2 separate regions of the Mus musculus genome follow, and region 2 is linked to region 1. A link is a contact called in public Hi-C data. All regions are on one chromosome and are shown on one strand. The core of a region is the stretch at or near the end of the contact, and the rest is flanking DNA. Distances in the headings are between cores, read along the strand shown. Region 1 overlaps Auts2 (autism susceptibility candidate 2). Region 2 has its middle 90 kb from the start of Auts2.

Region 1 (4,138 bases), core at 753-3,252:
AGCTATGGTAGCTTCTTTCTATAAAGTTTAAGCTGTTGATTCCACTTAAGAAATATGCACTAAAGACTTCAGCACTGCATGAAAGGAGACATCCACGTCAAGATCTTTCCAAAAGGCTCTGAACAAGGACAGGACAACAATGTCTAACCTGTAGTCCTGTGGGCTGCTTCAACAATGGTGAATATACAGAACCAATTGCCCCACAATTCACATGGCATGAACTCAGATAGGGAAATGGATGTTTGAGCTACACACAATCAATGCATTCTCAATAAACAGTATCTGATCTCTAATATGAGCCTTGTCTGTATCAACATTGATACAGGCTAGCAAAAACAAATGATAATTTCATAACTTTAATGATGAAATAGAACTAAGGTTATTGAGAATAAAATTATTATCCTACAAACCTACATCTCAAGTCTGAACTCTGGGTTAAAATAACTATACTTGAATATATTCATCAATATCTACATTATATTGTGGTATTCTACTAAGTACATCAAGGTAGCACAGGGTGGCCTGGAATGTATTACACAACTAAAAACAGCCTTGAACTTCTAACCTCCGTATTCCAAGTGTTAGGAATACCACTTTACATCCCCATACACAGTGTACAATGTCTTAAAAGTCAAAGTTAGATTTCATGTATGTAAACTTGCCCTTACCAACTGACTCACACCTCAAGTGCAAGATACTCTAAACTCGTGTTCACCAGACTGATGGAGTCATGATGTAGCTACAAAGCCATGTGTGCTTCTTCAACAGGTACTTTCTTGTATCTCAGATGAAAACTACATACCCATTTTCCTTAACTTTGATTTATTTCTTCTTGCACCTTTTAAATTTACAAGTGTTGGCTAAATTCTATTGACAGACACCCACATATCTAAATCTTTTCCTATCCACTTTATTTTCTCTACTAAACCAGCCTCTTACTAAGAGCTTGATAGGAAAAAAATAATGCACCACTCACCCCCCCTCTCTCTCCCTCCCTCCCTACCTCTCTGTGTGTGTGCATGTGTGTGTGTTTGTGTGTGTGTGTCCATTCCTTCCCCAGACAACTGCCAGAATGATTTTTAAACACACATAGCACACAGAGAGAGGGGGAGGGAGAGGGGGAGGGGCAGGGGGAGGGAGAGGGGGGAGGGGAGGGGAGAGGGAGGGGGAGGGGAGGGGGGAGGGAGAGGGAGAGGAAGAGGGAGAGGGAGAGGGAGAGGGAGACCCATACTCACTCACTCTTACACAGACTTCAAGAAGCCCCCATCTGTTTTTCAATACCATAATGAAGCCTCTTTGCCAGCACCCTTCAGAAGCAAGCTCTCACCATAGTTCACCCCACTCATTTCCAGCCACTTGTCTTCTTTCATCCCAACCCGCTGCAACACAACAAAACTGTCATTCCTCCTAGGCAAAGATTAACATTCAGAGCAAACCCCCCAACATTCATCTGTGGAGAGTCTCTTTTTGTGGTGCTTCCAGAGTCCATGATACACAGCTATCAAAGTTCTGATTCTGTAGCAGGAGACCTTCCCGGAGATTCTCAGGATGTATTTAAGCAACAGCTGTTATTGAAAGATCAGGAAGTCAAGTTCAGGGACTGCATTTATTTGAACAAACAACTACACATTGCTTTCAGATACAGCCAAGATTCTGAAGGTAGCTCAGATCGTGATGGAGGGTAATAGACCACAGGTAAATACACAGGAACGTCCTTTCAGGACACTGGCAAGCACAGCTGGGTAGAAGCCAACTCCTGCAAAGTGGCTGCATTTGTCTTGCTAAGGGTCAGCCATGACAGCATCTGTCAAGACGAGCTTGAACAGAGGAACTCAGAACCCAGCCTAGCAGTAACAGGATACATCGGTATCTGGTTGGAGCACAAACAAGGTAGACTTTCTTCCTCTGGCACAGGGCAGGCACAGGGCCAAGCACACACAGTGCTCTCTGTTTTTGCAAGTCTAATGCGGTCTGCTGAGGGGAGGGGTGAGAGATCACCAGTTCATAATGACTCTCATTATGTCTGCTGCGTTCTGAGCCAAGATTAGACACTAGACAATCCTCTGTCCAGTGTCAAGGGCTTTCAACTGCCCTTTCAACAGGATAATTCCACTTCAAACTAATTTAGGTTTCTTATAACCCAGGCTACCAAAACTGATACACTTCACTGTCTCGGCCTGGAAAAAGAGGTTAATGTCTGCTCCAAGAGAAATACAGACTCGGGTTTGGAGTCTGTGTCGGCTCTACATGAGCGATAACAAACACAACACCCTAAAATCTCCCACCATCTGCTGAGCTGTCAGCCTCCCTGCAGGAACTCAATTTCTAAAGATTACAGTCCTTTTAGTATAGAGCCAGAGGAACACTCCAGAAGAACTTTAGAAAAGATATTAGCATTCCCACTAACATCAACAAGGCTGTGTGAGGTTCACTTCAGGACAGAAACAGTAATTCACCTTCGTCTTCTAGACACAGAAAAGCTTTGGTGACCAAACAGAAACCTGAAGCCTGGAGTGGGCTCATGCTCATGTCTCCAGCACCAATTCCAAAGGCTAACGCAGGACTGTGGAGAGTTAACAGCATTGTAGATGGGAGTGGCAGGCCAGCTAAGCATACACAACAAAACTTTAAAACAAAACAAAACAAAACATACTTAAAAACTTAAAACAAACAAACAATAACAACAACCCACTCAGTTTGGGGTTTTCAGTTTACGTGAATACATAAAGACAATAAAGGCAAGGTATTAATTCAGGTGATTCAAAAATCCAGGAAAAGAATTAAAAGAAAAAGAAAAACCAAGCCAAAGACACTCAGCTACTAAATGAAAAGGTCATGTTTGAAGGCTCCAAGGCTCACTTTATGTCTACAAATATGCTAAACCCACAAAAGTTTATATAAACACTGAAATTTTCCGTGTAATAAAGGTAATCTTCTATACCTACCAATGTACTCACTCCTCCCTCTAAAGCACACAGGCTTTGATGTGGTAATTTATTCTTCACATACCAGCTATCTGTGCCTACCCAAGCCATTACGTCAACAACTATGCATAATATTCTAGAGAAGTACTACTATATAAAATTTTGCATTTAAAGTACAAAAATTTTAAATAACCTTTAGACTGAACCAAAATGCATAAATAACCCAAAGGAACTTGGAAACCTATGTTCACTTGGTGAGTACACAGCCTGTTAACACTAACAGCACCCCTAGCGCCATGCTCAAATATTCCCACTCTGTCCAAAGTTCCTATGCTCATCCAAAAATAAGCACAAGTCAAACAAGGTGACCGCTGCTTTAAAAACTTACATTTTAGAATTTGGTATAATTTTCCTTTAATGGACACTGTAGATTCGGGGACTTACGGGGGAAATAAAACATCTCAAGAGAACACTGAAAAGCAATAATCTGAAGCCATTATCACAGCCTAGGAAGGCTCGACTTACATTTTCTAATTCTAATTCCCTCACTCTGAAGCACAAGAGACTGCAGTCTGTACAGCGGGCAACCCAAGCCCCTGCTACATGGTTGACGGAGAAGCCACTCGCAAGGCACACAAAGTGTTAAATCACACAGTCAAGCTGTAATCCTTGACCAGTGACCCAGGAGGCTTCAGCCTGGGACCTTTCAGGTGTCACTGCTCAGTGTCTTCATACAACTACACTGCAACACTGCTCCTGAAACTTCCTCCTTAGCAAATGTCACCTTTTACCTCTTCAGCCTCTCTTCAGCCCATCCTCACCATTTTTCCTCTACCTGAATCCTCCCTAGATACAACTTTAGTCTCCAATAAGCCTTGCCAAAACAAAAGTAAGGCGTTCCTTAATCTGCGCTTCCCGTCTACACTTGCACACCAGCTGCAAATGCTCCTTCAAACAAGCAGGCAGCTCAGCTAGCTGGGTTTTTTCAGTAACAAAGGACAGCCCCGCACTTTTCCATTTGAGGCTGCAGAGGGAGCCAGAACCATGCAATGCGAAAGAAAGCAAGTCAGCAGTGTTTGGAGGACTGGGAGAATCCAAGGCTAGTGAAAAATATGAACACAGGAATACCGCAGACATCAACTCCAAAATGAAGGTTTTTTTTTTTCAATAAAAATAAAAAATAAAATAAAGCTCTCAAATTAGTAGGTCTTCTC
Region 2 (4,138 bases), core at 820-3,319, 400 kb after region 1:
TGATGGGAATATATATGGAAAAATATAAAATATAATATGTAATATATGCATATACTATATATTTCATATTATATATACATGCACACATATATATGGAATTGTCAAAAATACATTTCATTTCGAAGATTTATTTCTGTCACGTATATGTATGTGTGTGGATATGTGAACATGTGAGTGCAGAAATGCCCATGGAGTCCAGAAGTAGAAATCAGATCCCTTGAATCTGGAGTTACAGGTAAGCTGTCTGGTGTGGGATTTGAGAACTGAACATGGGTCCTCTATAAGAGCCTCATATGCTCATAATCACTGAACCATCTCCCTGGCCCAAAAGAGTACATTTATTTAAGAAAAGGGTGTTATTGATACCCAAGTGCTATGTTATTGAAAACAATTGCATTGCCCAAATCCAGCTTTGTGCTGGCAAACCCAACTCATTCTGAACATAGCTCACAAATCAATAAACTAATTATTCAAAGCTCCGTGTCAGGATCTGAACACTGCCCAAATTTAATACTACACAATGTAGCTTCTGGGGTGGTGATACTCGGGCTACAGACTCTTGATTCCTCTTGATGTGACATTTGGAGAACAAAGAGCAAAGGAAGAAGATACTGAAAATATTATTTTGTCTTTTTTTGTGTGTGTATGCATGAACTTGTGTGTTTGTATGGATATGTGCATGTCTTAGTTCCTGTTCTATTGCTATGACAAAACATCATGACCAAGGCAATGTATACAAGAAAGCACTTAATGTGAAGTTCAGAGTTACAGAGGGTTAGAGTCTGTGACAATCATGGCAGGAAGGCAGACAGGCTTCATGCTGGAAAAATAGGTATGAGCTTACATCCAATCCACAGGCTCAACATAAAGGTTGGGGGGAAGGGAGAGGGGGAGGGGGAGGGGGAGGGGGATGGGGATGGGGAGGGGGAGAGGGAGGGGAGGGGGAGGGGGAGGGGGAGGGGAGGAGGAGGGGGAGGGAGAGGGGGAGGGAGAGGGAGAGGGGGAGTGAACTGGGGATGGCTTTGAAGTTTGAAACTTCAAGGCTGACCTCCAGTGACATAACTTTTCCAACAAGATCACATTGCTTAACCTAGTGGTTCTCAATCTGTGGGCCATGACCTCTTTGAGGGGTCGAATGATAAGACCATCAGAAAACACATATTTACATTGTGATTCATAGCAGTAGCAAAATTACAGTTATGAATAGCAAGGAAAATAATTTTATGGCTGTAGGGTCACCACAACACGAGGAACTGTATTAAAGGGACCCAGTACTGAGAAGATTGAGGGCAACTGTAAATCTTCCCCAAATAATTCCATCAACTAGGGACAAAGCATTCAAATACATGAGCTATTGGGTGAAGGTGGGGATTCGTATTCAAACCACCACAGTGCCTGTGGATGTAGGTGCCCATGGAAACCAGGGTCTGGTTACAGGGAGTTGGGAGCCACCCAAGGTAAGTGAAGGAACCAAGCTCAGATCCTCAGATAGTGCAGTAAGTGCCACTGAGCCATTGCTCCAGTCCTGGAAAACACCCCTTGGTGAATCTCATCCTCATTTTGTTTCCCATAGGACTTCAGCAAAAGTTGGCTCATAATGGTCATTACCTTTCTCTGCCTGAATTGTTTTGGTGTGTGTGTGTGTGCCCCGTGGTGGTGGTGGTGGTGGTGGTGGTGGTGGTAGGCTCGTGTGTGTGTGTGTGTGTGTGTGTGTGTGTGTGTGTGTGTTGGGGGCAAAGATCAACCAAGCTGCAGAGGCAGGAAGTGGTGTGGTATGTAACTGGGATGAAAGGTCTGGGCTCTTCCTCCTGCTTCTCCCTCCCCCTCTCATGCTGTGATTGCCCCTCTCCTCTGTATATCTTCCATACCACACTCTGTTTCCATGAGCAAGCCCTACCCTCCCCGACTGAAGCAGGAGCCTTACTTCTGTAAGTCTTCTCTGTGGCAGGGATGTTTTAGTAATTATTTTACACCTGGTTTAACCCCATGGGAGTCGTTACTGTAAGGAGGTAACAATAAAACAGGCTCATTGGAATTTCCTGAAGGTAAGGCTCTCCTCTAAACAGTCTCATTGTGCTCAACATAATAGCAGAGGCTGTTCCTTTCCATGACAACTTTGATTGGCAGGGAAACCCAGACAGCAAGTTGGAGCCAAGAGTTTCTTCTTTTGTCCCAGGGATTGGGCCCTGTTCCAGGCACCATTTCAGTGGGAGAGCCAACGTTGATAAATAAATGTCCTTGGCAATCACCTTTTCCTAATTTCCGGTCCATTTCTTGGCATTCCATAAATATTTCCACTCTTGTTACTGTGTGGCCTTGCAGACTTTACTCTCCAGGAACTCACTATCTAGCAACAGCTGAAGGTAAGGAATGCAGCAAACAGTTGGAGATGCTTAATTCTGACTGTTAACTTGATTGGATTAAGGAGTATCTAGTGAGGGCTTGGTGAGATAGCTCAGCAGATTTAAGACACCTGCTGCCAAGTCTGAAGATCTGAGTTCGATCCCTGATCACTGGGACCCACGTGACAGAAAGGAGAGCCAATTCCTGCAAGCTGCTCTCTGATATTGGTGTGTGTTCCATGGTACGCAATGGCTCAGTCTGTAAAGTGCCTGCCTCACAAGTGTGAGGACCTGAGTTTGATCTTTGAGACCCACAAAAAAATTAGGGTGTGACGGCATGTGCTTATAAATCTACAAGATTATAAGGAATGAGAGGCACGGGTTCCCCTGGAGCTCTCTGGCCAGCCAACCTAGTTTATGTGACAAGTGAGAGACCCTATCTCAATAAACAAAATGGATGGTGTGGTGGTCTGAATAGGTTTGGCCCTCATAGATTCGTGTGTCTGAGCACTTGGCCATGGGGAGTTACACTATTAGGAGGTGTGGCATTATTGGAGGAGGTGTGACCTTGTTGGAGGAAATGTGGGCTTTGAGGTCTCCTATGCTCAGGCTCCACCCCAGTGTGGGACAGTCTCTTTCTGGCTGCCTCTGGACCAAGATGTAGAATTCTCAGCTCCTTTTCCAGCACCAAGTATGCCTGCATGCTGCCATGCTTCCTACCATGATGATAATGGACAGAACCTCTGAAACTGTAAGCCAGTCCCAAGCAAATGTTTGCCTTTATAAGAGTTATCTTGGTCATGGTGTCTCTTCACAGCAATGAAACCCTAAGACAGATGGCTCCTGAGGAATGATTCCTGATGTTGCCCTCTGGCGCGTGCGCGCGCGCGCACACACACACACACACACATACACAGAAATTCACACATGTGCAAAATGTGTACCTAAGGCATTGGTGAGGTACCTCTTTGAGCGTGTCTATGGGGGTGTTTACACTGAGTAATAACTGAGAAGGGAAACCCTACTTAAATATGGCTGGGGTCCCAGATTGAGTTAACCTAAGTAGTTCTGTCAATCTGACAATATTAACTGCTACAAATGAGTAAATATATGGGACAATTGTTGTAATTTACCAAGGGAAGTTTTCTTTAAAAATAACACTATTAGTGTTTTGGGTTGGATTGTTCATTTTGGGAAGAGTGGGTAATGTTCTGTCTACGGCAGTGTCTGGCAGAATCCTCTGCCTCTAGATGATACTTGGGACAAAAAAAAAAAAAAGTCTTCAAAGTTTCTGTATTTATCACAGTGGGAAGGGATGAAATTGCCCCAATTTAAAATCATTGTATTGGGACTGGAGAGATGGCTCAGCTGTTAAGAGCACTGACTGCTCTTCTAGAGGTTCTGAGTTCAAATCCCAGCAACCACATGGTGGCTCACAACCATCTGTAATGGGATCTGATGCCCTCTTTTGGTGTGTCTGAAGATGGCTGCAGTGTGTGTGTGTGTGTGTGTGTGTGTGTGTACATATTCATATACATATGCATATACATATATATGTATACACACACACATATATTAAATCTTTAAAAAATCATTGTATTGGGGTATACTTAGAAAAGTTAAAATATTTCAGAATGCTTATTGAGTGTCATGCAAAATGAGGGGACAAAAGGGGGTGGGGCATTGGTCATTTGGTTATTGTAGTACTGAGTGTCTTACTTTGCTTTCTGTCACAGTGATCACACCACAACCTGAAGGAACTTGGGGAGGAGAGCTTTTCTTTCATCTTACATTTC

Evidence for each region. Hi-C and Micro-C count contacts between places; a contact is called where the count stands out from the background.
Region 2: a Hi-C map of Sertoli cells shows a contact between it and region 1, with 2.2 times the contacts expected there. The contact joins two enhancer-like sites. A contact is called at or near these places in 1 of 39 promoter capture datasets (embryonic stem cells), 16 of 484 Hi-C or Micro-C datasets (Sertoli cells, embryonic stem cells, gonadal supporting cells and 1 more), 1 of 115 datasets of contacts at active chromatin or transcription factors (embryonic basal ganglia) and 1 of 9 other capture datasets (embryonic tail).

Annotation. Positions count from the first base shown.
Region 1 is chr5:132,227,904-132,232,041 of GRCm38.p6, forward strand. All of the region lies in intron 2 of Auts2 (autism susceptibility candidate 2), which reads right to left. Among named protein-coding and RNA genes, the nearest start is that of Auts2, 310 kb to the right of the region's middle. RefSeq lists an enhancer at 1,249-2,457. Within about 2 kb of position 2,003, at least 76 of the 459 cell types and tissues checked have an H3K27ac peak or open chromatin away from gene starts, as enhancers often do. A contact at or near this core is called in Sertoli cells, where this site is marked.
Region 2 is chr5:132,631,547-132,635,684 of GRCm38.p6, forward strand. No RefSeq gene overlaps it. Among named protein-coding and RNA genes, the nearest start is that of Auts2, 90 kb to the left of the region's middle. Within about 2 kb of position 2,070, at least 12 of the 459 cell types and tissues checked have an H3K27ac peak or open chromatin away from gene starts, as enhancers often do. A contact at or near this core is called in Sertoli cells, where this site is marked.